Linked DNA regions of Mus musculus: regions 1, 2, 3 and 4 are each linked to region 5. The links are chromatin contacts, called in public ChIA-PET, Hi-C, HiChIP or PLAC-seq and promoter capture Hi-C maps. All regions are on one chromosome and are shown on one strand. Each heading gives the region's core, a stretch centred on a gene start, on an enhancer-like site or on the middle of the called end of the contact. The rest is flanking DNA. Distances are from core to core; before and after follow the strand shown. Region 1 overlaps Atxn7l1 (ataxin 7-like 1). Region 2 holds the start of Ferd3l (Fer3 like bHLH transcription factor). Region 3 holds the start of Sypl (synaptophysin-like protein). Region 4 overlaps F730043M19Rik (RIKEN cDNA F730043M19 gene). Region 5 holds the start of Twistnb (twist basic helix-loop-helix transcription factor 1 neighbor).

Region 1 (2,700 bases), core at 77-2,576, 270 kb after region 5:
TACTGCAGTAACCCCTCCCCTTCTTGACACAGCCTCATATAGCTGCCCAGGCTGGCCTCAAACTTAATACGTAGCCCAGGCTAGCCTTGAACTTATGATCCTCCTCTGCCTCTGCCTCTCTGCCTCTCTGCCTCCCAAGTGCTAGAATTTCAGGTATGTGCCACCATGCCTGGTTTTTTTATTCTTTGCTGGCGACTTAACCTAGGGATCTCTGCATGCTAAGCAAGCAGCCCAACAACTACCTATATCCAAAGATGTACGATAACTTCCATGTATAAAAACAGGTTTCAGGTAAGATAGTGCCAGTGGGCTGTGTTGCTGACTACTGTCCAAGTTGTTCACACTGTACGTGTACTGTGCACTTGTTAAGAGGACAGTAACTAACCTCAGCTTGGATTCTACACTGAGAGCTTGACATGCAGGGATGAGAATTCAGAAACAAACCACTGGATGGGATAAAACTTTAAGATATTTTATTATTCATAAATTGTATACTCTGCATCATTTTATCAGTAAAATTTGTAATTAGCAATATTTTAGAATAGGTTCCTTATAATAACACTGGTAGCAGTCGGGTAATTGTAAAACTCTTTAAGTGTGTGCATGTGTGTGTGTATATATATATATATATATAAATAAGAGAGAGGGGAGGGGAGGAGAGGGGAGGGGAGGGGAGGGGAGGGGAGGGGAGGGGAGGGGAGGGGAGGGGAGGGGAGGGAAGGGGAGGGGAGGGGAGGGAGATCTGCCCCTAGGACCCCAAATAGAAAAGGCAAGATGTATATAATAATTTCTGAACCAAGGGATGTGCTTCTGTGCAGTGCCCATGCAAGCCTGCAGTGGTCCATCCCATGGATGAAGCTGTGGTTTCCCTTTGGTCCTGATGAATTTCACCATGCCTTCTTTTTCCCAACAGCAGCTTCCTGGGGAACTCACAGCTCTCCAAAGGCCTTCGTAACTCTTCCCTGGAACACGGACTCTCCACATCCTAGCCATTTCTGCTGTTTCTATCTAAAGTGTCCTCCCTTCCTCCCTCCCTTCCTTCCTTCTTTCCTTCCTACCTACCTACAAGAACTTGGCTTCTACAACATACCCTTTACTGTGTTCCACGCAGAGCCACAGCCAAGCAGCCCTGCCCTTAAAGGTCTTGCTGACCATAAACTGAAGTCTTTTCCTCTTCTTATCACTGGGAATCTTGAACCCCACTCCATCCTCTGTGCAGTGTCAGGGACCCCAGTGAGCTGCATGGTGAGTTCCTGAGGGTAGTGGCCGAGGCTTCCCCCTCGTACCCCACAAAGGACCCAGCCCCGTGTCACCCACTTCCTGGGTGCTCAGCGGTTTCCTGATGAGTCAGGGTTACAGGAAGCACCCTGGCTTCCTAACACACAGGAGTCCCATTCACCCGAGTCTGCAATTTGCCTCAGTGGCTCACCTAAGCCAGCCTAAATTCTCCAATCGGAAGGTAAGAACCAGCTTATTGCAAGTGTAATTATCTTCTTCCTTCCTCAAATTAAAGCAGAGGGTCCCCTGAGTGTGTGGGGTAATGCTTCATAATGTTTTAAAACTCGGGCTCTACTAACCCCTAGCACCATTCTTCCTGGAGCGTCCCCTGTCTCTGAACTTCCGCGATGACTGTATTTTCACAACACACACATCTTGAAATGCCAGCACACCAATCCTCAGTCTTGCCAGCTTAAGAATCGTGGTGTTCAAACCCAATGTCTGAAAGTTAGTAATTAAAGGGAAAGCCCCCACTCCAGCTTTTAAGTGGAATCTAAAAGAATGGTGCCTTCTTCACTGACGAATGCTGGCTGGAAAAAGTAGGTCAGAGGCATGGAATCTGTAAGCGGTCATCCTTCTCCCCGTGAAGAAATGATGAATCCTGGCAGCCACCACTGATGGATGCTAAGGGGGTCCTGAGAAACTCCCTGCTGTGGAACGGGGATTTCACCGAGTGCCAGAGCAGTCCCCACACAGGTGTGGTGCTCACTGCAGAAGGAAACCCATCTCTGCAATGCATAGCACGGTTTTATAAGATGAAGCTCTGAAAACTCGGATGTGTTAGCTCAAGAAAACAAGTCAGGATGTGACAGAGTAACAAACAGGTGAAATGCCATTAGGCCTGCAACTCATTTTAAAACGTTACATATATATGTATGTGATATATATGTATATGATGTATATATGTGTGTGTATAATGTATGTGTTCATATATATGTAAATTATAAATTTTATATATACATTTACAATGAAACAAGGCACAATACAGGCCACTGTTTTCGTCTACATGGTGTGTGCACAGGTGACTCTGGTGGCATACCATCTTTTTCTGTGTGAGCAACCTTAATGTTGACATTGAATGGGAAGATGCAGGCTGGGGGTTACCTCTGAATGCTAAAAGAGGAACTTCCTGGCACTACAGGATGATCCCATGGGGAAGGCATTTGTCATGCACGCCTGATGAGCTAAGTTTGACTTCTGGCACTCATGGAACGGTGGGAGGAATTAAACAGTTGAGGGCCCAATGCATTGTGAATTCGGCCTGCAGCACAGTGTCCCGGGGAACCTAGAGGCCATACAGCCTGCCATGCGAGATGCAGGGAAGAGATTTCCAGGCTAAAGCTGGTCCTGAAACAAAAGGTGGCTATGAGCACAAGGGAGGAGACTAGGGAAGCAGAGACAGAGGAGGAACAAGTATGGCTG
Region 2 (2,700 bases), core at 60-2,559, 500 kb before region 5:
TCCCACCCTTACCGGGAGAGACAAGAACAGAGTTTAGTTCTGAGCAAAAGGCTAATGGCCATTTTCACTGAGGACTGCGTTTAACTGGGACAAGTTAGAGTACACTTGCAAACAATTCAGGTAGGGGAGTTTCCACAGCACCCAGTGTTAGGGTGGTGTGGGGATGGCGATGAGGGAGGGAGAGGGATCCTTCTCAGAGGCCATATTTTGAGAGTTTGTTCGGCCCCTGCATCACTCACTCCCTCTTTGTCCCCCCACCCCCCAAGTAGTCTGAGAGGACTGTTCCCATAAAGAACCAAGAGAAAGTTGCACCAAGAGCGCTCCCCTGGTCTCTGCCTTAGGTGTGCTCACCTGTGCGCTTGCTAGAATGAAGCCCCAGCTGGAGATGGAATTGGGGCAGCAACTAATCATGCGAGCGATTATTTTATTATTTCTACTGTTGAAAAGGAGCAAGGAGGAGAGATCACCAGAGGTCCGTGGAGGAGCAGACCAGTTTCCCACCTGCTCCAAGCAAGAAGCTCTAACTCCCTAAATCCTTGACCCCGGGAACTCCCAACCTGCCCAGCTAGACCCTTATTGTGCCGGATCCCCAACTTATTCACTGCAGAGCTGCCGCGAGTGGGGAGTTTACCATCTCAAACCCCGCCTCAGAAGGCCAGCGGCCCCTCTGCCTTCCAGACGCACCCCGCCAAGCACGATGAGGCGGGGGAGTGTCTCTTGGGCTCACCCCTCCCCGCTCAGCTGGCCTCCTTTTCCTCCTTGCTCTGCAGGAGCTCGGTCATGAAGGAAATGTAGACGATGGCCAAGCGGAGGGTCTCGATCCTCGACAGTCTCTTCTCATAAGCGAAGGTGGGTACCTTTCTGCGCAGCTGGTCGAAGGCCTCGTTTAGGTTGAACATCCTCTTCCTCTCGCGAATGTTGGCGGCCTGGCGCTGGGCATAAGTAATAACTCTTTTTCTTTTGGGGCGGCCCAGCAAGGATGCTACTCTGCCGCGCCCCTCTCCCTCCTCTTCCTCCTCTTCTGGGTCCTCATATTCCACTTCGTCCCCCTCTACTTCCTGATATCTTTCATCAAACTGCGACAGTCTCCCAGGTCTTCCCTCTCTGTACCCCAGTGTTCGGTCCCCAAAAGGGACCCCAGGTGGGAACTCGCAGAGAAGAGGGTGTCTGGGAGAGGCCAGAGAGAGATCTGCTACGAAGTTCAGCACGGTAGCATCCAAGCAGCTCTCTGGATAGGCGGCCATCACTCAGCGTCTATCTCACCGATTTTCTTGCAGGAATGGCATAGCTGCCGATAGAGCTCCTTGGTGGCCTTGATTCCTGCAGCGTATCATCACCAAACTCGGGGAGACATTTATAACCAAACTGAAAAAGGATTCTTAGCAGGGAGACTGAAGGCTAGGGCAACGTCCCTCTTCTGTAAGCTGATAGAAGATGACAAGTTCAAGCATTCACAGAAGGCTCAAGGCGGCAGACTTTCAGGCTCTAAGGTATTTCCCCCCCTTGCTGCACCACCTCTGCAGGGCAGTTCCTTCTTGGCAGCAGGCCCCAGTTCTTACCTGCTGTGCTTTTTTGTCTCTGGTCTCATCCCAGTATCCATTCAATGTTCTTTTGGTTCCTTATTCCGTATAGGTCTTTAATTTCGATTTGGATTTTCAAAGCCAAAATCTTTCCACTGCGATGGCTTCTCCTTGGCTTCAGGATAGGAGTCCTGAATCTTGCCTCCATTTGCCAATGGATGTGAAATAAGGGCATGCGCTTTTAATGATGTCCAGAAGAGAGGCCCTTCCTGCCAGGGGTCGAGGGGAGCTGTTTGTCTGGTATCCCAGCACAGCGGCTGCTGAAAGGCAAGACCTTCCATTAGCTTAAGTAAGCATGGCTAGGGGGCCGATCACATTCCCCAGTGTCTCTGTTGGAACCGGTGTCTTTTCTCCTTCTAGGACATCGCAAACAACTCACTGCCTGGTTACAGACCCTGACTTCTGAAGTCGGCTTGAACACAATCAGACTGACAATTGAGATACTTGACTCTCCCTGGTCTTATCCTCCACTGTGGAGGGTTATATTTGAAGAAAAGAGTTATGGTGATAAAGAAATATAAAACGGAGATTCCAGACATTTACTGCATAAGCCCTTTACTGTGTAATTACCCCTTAGGGGACAAAGTATCACCGTCCTGTCCCTGTCTTCCCCGTTCCTGCCTCCCTCCCCCTACCCCCGACCCTGCAAGCCTCCTTTGAAAAATTCGATTTAGCTTTAATAAGAGAGAGAGAGTGAACAGCTCACTCTCTGTTAGGGAGTTAGCCTTCGAACTTTTAAATTGCCAATCAAGCATTTGTTCTTGAACAAAGAAAAATCCTGACACTTTGATCTGGCTGCTACCCTCACTCCTTTGTATACCAAAGTAAGGTTTTAGAAGGAAAACTATACCTTACTGAAATTTCAGGGAAATTTGGTGTCTATCCACAGAAATAGAAGAGATTCTAAACTTAATACACTAAGAAGTTTTTCTGATTTTTGTATGTCCCGAATGTCCACACACACTTTATTTTTTCCATCTTTTGGTTTACTAACAGCTAGTTTATTACTCGGTGTAAAGATCTGTTTTTTTTTTTTTTTTTTAAACCTCCTAGGAGGCAAACAACACGTTGAAAAATCCAGTTCCTAGGTAGGTCAGAAGAAATAGCAGAAAATATGTAA
Region 3 (2,700 bases), core at 40-2,539, 480 kb after region 5:
ATTTTAAGAAACTTAAAGATAATTTCAGCACACAACAAAATTACTCCTACTTTAAAATATTCAAGAAAAGATATAAGCTGCCTCTTACTTAAGTGAAAATCTAAATTATTAAACTGAATTGTAACATTCAATGAGACTAAATGTAAGGTTCATTCTTAACACACATTTCTTTGATTTCTCCCCTATGACTTTTGGAATTAAAATAACAACCTTCTTCTAAACTTAGGGTTGCACAGAAAGTCACGTGTCTTTTGCCAGTTGCAAGAGCAGCATTTCAGTTTTCACAAAATTGAAGGCATAAAGTGTAAATACAAAAATCAGAGCGAGCAGTCATCAGTCATCGGAGAACTTCAAGCTCTTCGTTAAAACACACGCACGAAACCGGAGAGTTCTTATTTTTCACCCTCAACATGAACTGTGAAGGAATTAAACGTTATCGGCTACGAAACACTACCTGACTGCACACGGGGCAAATAAATGCCAAGTGCTTACATTAACTCTTCAAGTCAGCACCCAACTATAGTGGGCCGCTAAGTTTGAAGGAAAATCGCAGAGCTTGATAAACTAGCTGCACGTGACAAGGTCTAACTTGTAAGTCTCCTTTGATGTTAATGATTGCTTGGCAGGAAAGGGCAGAAAGCTGACTTTCCAAGCAGGATGTTGCTATAAACAATCTCGACGTCCAGGCCAGGCGTTAAATGGGCCGACAATTTAATGCGTCGGGGCAAGGGCTTTGCCTCGGCTTCTCTGACACACACTATTTTTAACAGGAGCCCATACCCGCCGCCAGCGAAGGGCGCAACCCAGGTCTAGCCTCGCCCGCGGAAGCCGCGGGCCTCCGGGCGGTCGGTATCAGTTGGACCGCAGCAGGAAATCCTGTCTTCCTTTGCGGATGGCAGTGGAGCCTGAGAAAAAAAAGCGAGCGAGCTTCCACGCCTCCGCGGCTAGGGGCGGCCGGGAGAAGCCGCCCACACCGGCGACTCGACTCGACGCCGGCCGCCATCTCCGCCCCGCGGCCTTCGAGCGTGGGGGACTCCCTCACGACCGCGTCCCCGCCTCCCGGCAAGGCGCCCCGCGCTGGACCGGGCGAGGTCGGCGTCGCAAGCTGCACTCACCCACTCGAGGATCTTGATGAAGCCGAGCGGCTCCTTGAGCGGGTTGAGGTTGATCTGGAAGGCGGACATCCTCTGAGGGAAAGGAGGGAAGAGAGTCAGGACGCGGGGCGGAGGAGGGGAGCGGCGAGACCGGAGCGACTCCGCGGCGAGAGCGGGAGGCGGAGCCGGCGGGGCTGGGGGCGGGGCCGGAGGGGTGGGGACGAAGGGGCATCGGGGCGGGACGGCCTGGCCTTTAAGGCGGGGCCGGGCGGCCGTTGAGTCCGCGCCCAGGAGACAGAGAGGGCGAGCCGAGACCAGGCCGAGGAGGGACTGGGAAGGGCTGGCTCCTCCCCCGGCCGCACCTGACTCAGCCGGCTGAACCGCTGACGAACCATGTTGGCTTTGGAAGCCATGCGTGTGCCGCGCCCCCTTCCCCAAAGCCTAGCTCTGTCTCTAACGCGCACGCGCGCTCCCTAGGCCCCAGACTCTTTTCCGGCCTTTGCGAGCGCGCGACGGGGGTGGGTGGGGTCGGGGGACAGCTGCGCCTGCGCAGCACGGCCCTCCACCTCGGTGGCGTTCTGGTTGCTATGCCCTTTTGTGGCTGTGACTGCCCGCCCTCACAACGGCCCGTTTTCTTCCCAGTGCTCTGAACTTTTGGGCAAATGTGTCAAGTGTGTACACAGACAAAGCCTCACTTCAAAGCTCGTGTTCAGGGCCCTTAAAGTCATAGTTATTGCAAAACTGCGGCCGTCTGGCGAACCTGCCTTATGTAAGGGTGCTTGAACGTATGATTCACCAAACATTTCCGCAGACATCGCAAAGTTGTTGGAGCCAGAGTAGGAGAAAGACCACCCATTTGAGATCATGGCTTGACAGGTCTCACAGGACAACTCATCTCTCCACCTCTATCCCCGTTTGGCGAGGCCTGTATTTCGTGCCGTTTTTTTTTGGGGGGGGGCGGGGGAGTGGGGGGGGGTCAAGTTAACTCATCTTTCATGATTTGTCTTAGGGAACACTCCCTCCTGCCACCAGAATGGGACCAATCTAGACATCTCTTCTCTGGCTTCCTTGTGCCTGGCCTTTTTTGGAGGGTTGGGATAGTGGCCTGTCTTCATGCATGGTGAGATAACACCAACATCGAAGGAAGATCTTTGCCACAGAGGATCCTAGTTCCAGCTCCCAGGTACTTATTTATATTTCCTAAATGTCAGTGGAGTATTCCATTAGAACTGACCACTACCCATGAACAGTTACTACCAAGCTAACACTTCCTCCTTCCTTCACTCTTATTTCCGTGTATTCCACTCAGCATTTCTCTTTAAGTCTTAAAAAAAAAAAGTTATTTTCTGCTGAGACCTGTTGGATAGGAACCCACAAGTAAATCACTTAGCTGTGCTTCAAAGGAAAAAGTATTCAAAGTAGAATTATACAAAATAGCCAAAAATATATTCAATGTAATTTCAAAATGAAATAGATGCTAACAGGATGGGATAATGCTCATCTTGCAACTTTATAGAGCTGAGAGGTCTGAAACAATTTGTACTCCCATGGTTTGTTCCTGTAGTCCTGTCACCAGGCAGCTGGCTGAGGTTTGCTTGACTGCACA
Region 4 (2,700 bases), core at 119-2,618, 300 kb after region 5:
TCACCACAAGCAGGGTGGAGTGCTAATTCGCAGAGAGCTGCTGCCAGTCATTTGCAAGTTGGCAGCCCCGCAGAGACACACGTCTGCAGGAATGTGCTGAAGGTCACACAGCCAGCAAGTGCCAGACCAAGAAGGATCTTCCTTTGTGATTGGTTCAGAAGGGAGGGGGTGGAGGGTGGGGGTGGCAGCAGGAGTGGCCTAGAGGCTTGGAGTTAGATGGATGCCTGGTTTGCTAACAGTTCAGAAACTACTTAAACTGACCCAGGGTGGAAATGGGGGTCTGGGTGTGGTTAAGGAGACAGAAGCACTCCCTCTGGCAGCTTGAATGGCTGAACAGCTTCCTGCTGAGTGGTGAGTTAGAAGAAATGGCTTACAAGATCCTGAAAGGAGCCATCATGAAAAGTCCTGTTTTGTGCAGAGCTTCTGATGGGGACTAGCTTTTAGCTTTTGTTTTAAAACTCAACTCTCCAAAATCCCAAAGCATGCCACCATGTTTATGCTCTGCAATCGTATCACCCGTGGGTGCATCTCTAGAGCTCTAGAATAGGTCAGACTCCAGTAAGGCTGCTTGCATGTAGATGACAGTTGCACAGAGCCTCTGGCAATTTAAACAGACTAAGCCTCTAAGAGAGAGAAAGAATTTGCACACCCCCCCTCCCCACTTCTTTGACCCCACACCAGTGACACCGATCTTTCCGTGGCAACCTTCCTGCCATCGGAGGGTGAACAGCTTGTGTGTGTGCCGTGTGCTGTGTGTGCAGCACTGGCCGTGGCAGTTGGCTGTGTTTGGACACTTTGCAATCTGTACTCTGTGCTTTTGTTTCCAGGGTCTCGTGAGCCACTTTACTCTGCTCATGACTCTCCGGTGGAAACATCTTGCTTCCATGGTTCAGAGTGCCTGTGTGTCAGGAATGATGGACATGCTAATTTGGAGCAGGCTTCCATTAAACCTTTGCCATGATTTGGCAAAACTGCCTTGGCTGTGGCTGGTATTCTGACCCAGGAATGGAAACAGATTCTGGCATCTCTCTGTGGCAAGAATAACACAGCTGAGTTGTATGTTGTGGTTCTTACAGTCTCTTAATACTATTTTATAGAGACTTACAAATTGTCCCATGTTCAGCTCAATTTGTTGTTTATTGATTTTTTTTCTTTCATTTGTTTGTTTGTTCGTTTGTTTGTTTATTAAGGCATCTTTCTATATAGCTCTGGCTAGTTTGGAACCCACTCATTCGTGCCATCATGCCTGGCCCACATCTGCTATTTTGATAGGCTTTTTCTTTTAAGCAGTTTTTGATTGATGGCAAAACTGAGCAGGAAGTACAGTTTCCAAAACATGTAACTTCCTCCTCTATGAATATTTCTCAGCCAAGTGGCACATGTGTCACAGATGAGGGTCTGACACTGTCATCACTGTCACCCCTGTATATCCACCATTGTAGTGGTTTCACTGCCCTGAGAAATACCTGGCTTATTTATCTCTGCTCTCTGCTAACCCCCTGTAAAGCCACAGCTTTGTCTTAACCATCCCAGTAGGTGTTCTTTTCCGGTCTGCTCTTTTTCTTGTGTGTGCACTTAAGATTGTTCTGTGTCATTCTATGGCTTGGCAGCTCATTTCTTTTCAGTGCTGAGTAATACTCCATTTGTCTGGATGTACCACAGTGTTTCCTTTCTTCCGTTCTCCTGCTGAGGGACATCTTGGCTGCTTCCTCATTTTAGCAAGTCTGAATGAAGCTGAGATAAACATCCACGCGCAGGTTTCTGTGTGGACATAACTTTTCAATCTTTTGGGTAAATACCCAAAAAGCATGATTACCGGATCATATGGTAAGAGTATATTTAGTTTTGTGAGTCTGCCAAGCTGTCTTCCAACGTGGCGGTTCCACCGGCAGCATAGTGAAGTCCCTGCTTCTAGTCTTGGCAGCGTTTGGCACTGCCAGTGTTTTTAGATGTTAGCCACGCTAATGGTTGTATGATGGCATCTTCCTGTTGCTCTCATTTTCATTCCCGAGTACTGGATGCGTCTTCCATCTCTATATCTTCTTTGATGAGGCATCTGTTCAGAGAGTTTGCCCATTTTAAAACTATGTTCGTTGCTCATATCCCTATTGGGTTTTAAGAGGGTCTTGTGGAGTTTGGATAACGGTCCTTCATCGGGTATGTCTTCTGCCAGTATAGTCTCCCAGCCTTGGCTTTCCCTGTTTTCCTGCACATACAACACTGTGATGTTATATGTGGTAGGGGTTATAAATGCATTTAAAGGAAGCGTTTCCTTTTAGGTTGCTTATTCTCATGGAGAAAAGTCTACTGCCTGGGCATAGCAGTCCTCTGGTGTTTTTATATTGGCTGTCTGTGATACTGATAAGAGATCATAGGTGTGACAAACCGTCCAGAGACCTGCCCTACTGGGACGTTGTCTTACTCAGGAAGAGTTTAAGCAAAACTCTCCTGGCCTGTGTATTCAGATCCTGCACTGGAAGACTGGATGTTACTGGTGATCTAAGACTACCAATGACTGGTAATTACACAGTCTTTCAGAATCCATGTTCACTGGCGTCACCTCCATGGCTTAGTGAAATAGCAAATGACTTACCCAAATGAGGTGGGCTGTGGCAAGAATCATCTTTATTTCGTTTGCCTGGCATAACCATTTCTAAGTAGCATGGAGTTCTAAGCTGTGTGCTTCATGTAACTTCCCAT
Region 5 (2,700 bases), core at 72-2,571:
TAATTTGCATTGGAAAAAATAGGCTTCTTTTAGCATACCTTTAGCACAGTAACAAGGAGAGGTGTCCAGCTCAATTAAACAGTGTATTCTATTCTACATGGCTGCATTATCCAATTCTGTTACAGAAATGATCCGATTCTCGTCTGTAGTGTGGCTCCTATTATGCATCTTTAAATAACTTTTCCCCAATGAATGAAAAGCTGGTTAGACTACTTAACATAACTATGTTTCCATGCTTAGTGACCACCTTGGATGGTTAATGGGGCTGACTGCCAAAGTCCTCGAGAGTGGTAACTGCTTTGGATAATTTGCCCCAAAACAATCCCTGCAATTTCTGAAGTGTCATTGAATTACTAAAGACATCGATGTCATCTCAGGTATCTCTGAACCTTGCCCCCATTCCCGCCAAATTAGTTGTGAAGTGTTATGGCATATCATTTCCCATTGAAATTCTGAGATTTTCTTTTTCAAGGTATTCTTACTAGTGCTTAATATAAATGCACTGGTGTGTGTGTGTGTGTGTGTGTGTGTGTGTGTGTGTGTGTGAACTTTCTATTCCTACAAAAAATTAGGCTCGTCGTTCATCCCCAATTAGCGCCCCCCGGGGGGACGGGGAACAATGAAATTACAAACAAACCTGCCTATGTTTTGCAATGAACCGGCTTCCACATTAGGAGAATAATACTGACAGCAAATTTTCATTATTAGGTGAGAACACACCCGGAAGTGATTAAACGAAACGTTTAATACCCAAAGCTCAGCCTGGTGGGTTTCTAGACACCGGGCACCTCTAGTCTCCACACGGGGAGTGCTTTTAGCACTGCAGCAGCCGCCACTCACACCACACCAGCCAGTTTCATCCCCAGGAACCGGGCCACTGCATCCAGGCCAGCGGCGCCGAAGGCGACGGTAGACGCCGGGGCTAAGGTTCACGAAGCTCGTGCGACTTTACTTCCGCGGCGCCGTGGGGTTACGGAGCTGAGGGCCCGTTGGCCAGCAGAGACGGGGCTCCCGGGAGGACGCGGCGACATCTTACCTCTCGGAGTAGCGCAGGAGCTCGGCGTCCAGCTGCTCGCGGATGCCCGTGCGCTTCCTGCTCAGGTAGCGGGGCGACAGGGCGATGTGCCTGCGGTGCGGGGCAGCCACCAAGCACGAATAGCGGCTGCCCACCAGCGCGCACGCCGCCGCGTAGCTCGGCAACTCCAGGCAAGGCAGGACCCCGGCCTGACCCGCCACGGGCCTCTCGGAGGCCGCCTGGGACCGCTGAGACTCCACAGATCCCGCAGCCATGAGGCTTGGCTGGGTGCTTCGGGGCGCGCACGGATGACGCAAGCATTCCTCCCGCCTCACCTCTGAGTGTTGATGATGGCTGACATCATCAAAAGGCGACCGACCGCGGCCTGGGGATTTTTAATCTTCTAAAGCTGCATTATAGAGGTTTGACCAGCAGAGGGCTGCTGCTCTTTCCCGAGTCCAGATAAACCTCTGAGGCCGTGTACCTATAGAGCATGTGTGATATCCAGAGGCGGTTCTCTGATATCTATAGGCAGATGTTCATCACTTCAAAGTATGCTCAGTTATGGAGCGAAGCTTGAATTTATTGAATTTATTGATCTGGGCACCTAAGTATAAAAAGGCAGAGGCCCAAAATAGCTTGTTTTGTTTTGTTTTGTTTTTTAAGCTCCCAGTTTCTTTCAATACTGGGTCAAGGCCTAGTGAATTAATGGTTTGAGCTTTTGTTTTGTTTTGTTTTGTTTTGTTTTAATTCTTTTGGTTTTCTGTTTTTGTTTTGTTTTTAGACAGTATCTCTCCATGTAGCCTTGGGTGACTTGAAACTCGCTATGTAGACCAAGCTGGTTTGGTTCTAACATTTAGATATTTGCCTGCCTCTGCCACAAGAGAGCTGGGATAAAAAGCACGAGCCACTACTCCCAACTGAGTATTGTCTTTATTGGATTCAGCATGGCTATTGATAGGAGTGCCCGGTTCCAGCTGCAATGAGGCCTGATACATTGTTATGCGCCTGAGCTGTTCAATAAGGAATCAGAAACATTCGTGGAGATTTTCACTGCTGAACCCAATCATACACCGCAGCAGGCCACAAATTGCAAAGGCAACATCTGAACTGCTAACACCATACCTCTCCAATCTAGGGTCCCTCTGCCTTCTGCTATATCACAGTGAGAGTGTTGTGACATGTTTTTCAAATGGCTAAGCCCAGCTACCAGCTTTGACCTTCTTTTGTATACCCAGACATCAACCATATCAGCACAAGGGTTTGTATTGCCCAAGGGATAAAAAAGAAACCTTCATTTGGACCGTGATGTCCTAACAACCCAAACTGTTCCTCTAGCTCTTACAACCCTCCACCTTCTTCAACTATGATCTCTAAGCCTTGGGTGCAGGAACTGTGCACATCTTGGGCTGCAAAATGTTGGTTTAAAAAGCCCAGCTTCATAAAAAACTACCTACCTTGGCTACCTGATGAAGGGAAGCAAGAGGAGCCCACCGCAGAATAGCATTGTTACCATCCTTCAGATTCCAATGCCAAAGACTAAGACAGCTGTATATTGCTGGCTCTGAATATCAGAGTTTATGGAAATAGCAAGGCCTGTCTATAGACTAGCACAAAGCAGATACTAAGCCCCTAATCTGGACTAATACTAAACAAAAGGCATTTGAGGCCTTAAAAACAGCTCT

Evidence for each region. A called contact is a pair of places that touch in the nucleus more often than the background predicts. ChIA-PET counts read pairs in DNA pulled down with a chosen protein or histone mark. HiChIP or PLAC-seq counts read pairs in DNA pulled down with a chosen protein or histone mark. Capture Hi-C pulls out chosen DNA fragments and counts their contacts.
Region 1: an RNA polymerase II ChIA-PET map of memory CD8 T cells shows a contact between it and region 5, with 19 read pairs. The contact joins the enhancer-like site here to the promoter of Twistnb in region 5. A contact is called at or near these places in 11 of 39 promoter capture datasets (the 3T3-L1 cell line, the HPC-7 cell line, embryonic stem cells and 6 more), 5 of 484 Hi-C or Micro-C datasets (B cells, CD4 T cells, the G1E-ER4 cell line and 1 more), 2 of 115 datasets of contacts at active chromatin or transcription factors (effector CD8 T cells and memory CD8 T cells) and 1 of 9 other capture datasets (adipose tissue).
Region 2: a contact with region 5 is called in an H3K4me3 HiChIP or PLAC-seq map of embryonic stem cells, with 5 times the contacts expected there. The contact joins the promoter of Ferd3l here to the promoter of Twistnb in region 5. A contact is called at or near these places in 11 of 39 promoter capture datasets (the 3T3-L1 cell line, cranial neural crest, embryonic stem cells and 5 more) and 2 of 115 datasets of contacts at active chromatin or transcription factors (embryonic stem cells and stem cell-derived neural progenitor cells).
Region 3: a contact with region 5 is called in a promoter capture Hi-C map of adipose tissue. The contact joins the promoter of Sypl here to the promoter of Twistnb in region 5. A contact is called at or near these places in 24 of 39 promoter capture datasets (the 3T3-L1 cell line, 3T3-L1-derived adipocytes, the C10 cell line and 15 more), 2 of 15 datasets of contacts at CTCF or cohesin (the NIH/3T3 cell line and large pre-B cells), 9 of 484 Hi-C or Micro-C datasets (CD8 T cells, embryonic stem cells, liver and 3 more), 21 of 115 datasets of contacts at active chromatin or transcription factors (T-cell acute lymphoblastic leukemia, acute myeloid leukemia, astrocytes and 13 more) and 2 of 9 other capture datasets (adipose tissue and liver).
Region 4: a Hi-C map of regulatory T cells shows a contact between it and region 5, with 7 times the contacts expected there. The contact joins the enhancer-like site here to the promoter of Twistnb in region 5. A contact is called at or near these places in 2 of 39 promoter capture datasets (the 3T3-L1 cell line and the HPC-7 cell line), 1 of 484 Hi-C or Micro-C datasets (regulatory T cells), 1 of 115 datasets of contacts at active chromatin or transcription factors (memory CD8 T cells) and 1 of 9 other capture datasets (adipose tissue).

Annotation. Positions count from the first base shown.
Region 1 is chr12:33,159,282-33,161,981 of GRCm38.p6, reverse strand. The region is part of intron 2 of Atxn7l1 (ataxin 7-like 1); the gene reads right to left. Among named protein-coding and RNA genes, the nearest start is that of F730043M19Rik, 13 kb to the right of the region's middle. Within about 2 kb of position 1,326, at least 62 of the 459 cell types and tissues checked have an H3K27ac peak or open chromatin away from gene starts, as enhancers often do. A contact at or near this core is called in the G1E-ER4 cell line, effector CD8 T cells, hematopoietic stem and progenitor cells and 1 more, where this site is marked.
Region 2 is chr12:33,927,034-33,929,733 of GRCm38.p6, reverse strand. Ferd3l (Fer3 like bHLH transcription factor) reads right to left here and starts at 1,309. Exons shown (of 1, transcript NM_033522.2): 1 at 424-1,309. The coding sequence starts at 1,244. The coding sequence ends at 738. All of the region lies in intron 1 of Gm40383 (a long non-coding RNA gene), which reads left to right.
Region 3 is chr12:32,952,775-32,955,474 of GRCm38.p6, reverse strand. It overlaps Sypl (synaptophysin-like protein), which reads right to left and starts at 1,289. Exons shown (of 5, transcript NM_198710.3): 1 at 1,116-1,289. The coding sequence starts at 1,184. It overlaps 4933406C10Rik (RIKEN cDNA 4933406C10 gene), which reads left to right and starts at 1,686. Exons shown (of 6, transcript NR_044986.1): 1 at 1,686-1,970; 2 at 2,104-2,277.
Region 4 is chr12:33,127,024-33,129,723 of GRCm38.p6, reverse strand. All of the region lies in intron 4 of F730043M19Rik (RIKEN cDNA F730043M19 gene), which reads left to right. Among named protein-coding and RNA genes, the nearest start is that of Atxn7l1, 19 kb to the left of the region's middle. Within about 2 kb of position 1,368, at least 47 of the 459 cell types and tissues checked have an H3K27ac peak or open chromatin away from gene starts, as enhancers often do. A contact at or near this core is called in the HPC-7 cell line, adipose tissue, memory CD8 T cells and 1 more, where this site is marked.
Region 5 is chr12:33,428,245-33,430,944 of GRCm38.p6, reverse strand. Twistnb (twist basic helix-loop-helix transcription factor 1 neighbor) reads right to left here and starts at 1,321. Exons shown (of 4, transcript NM_172253.2): 1 at 1,037-1,321. The coding sequence starts at 1,290.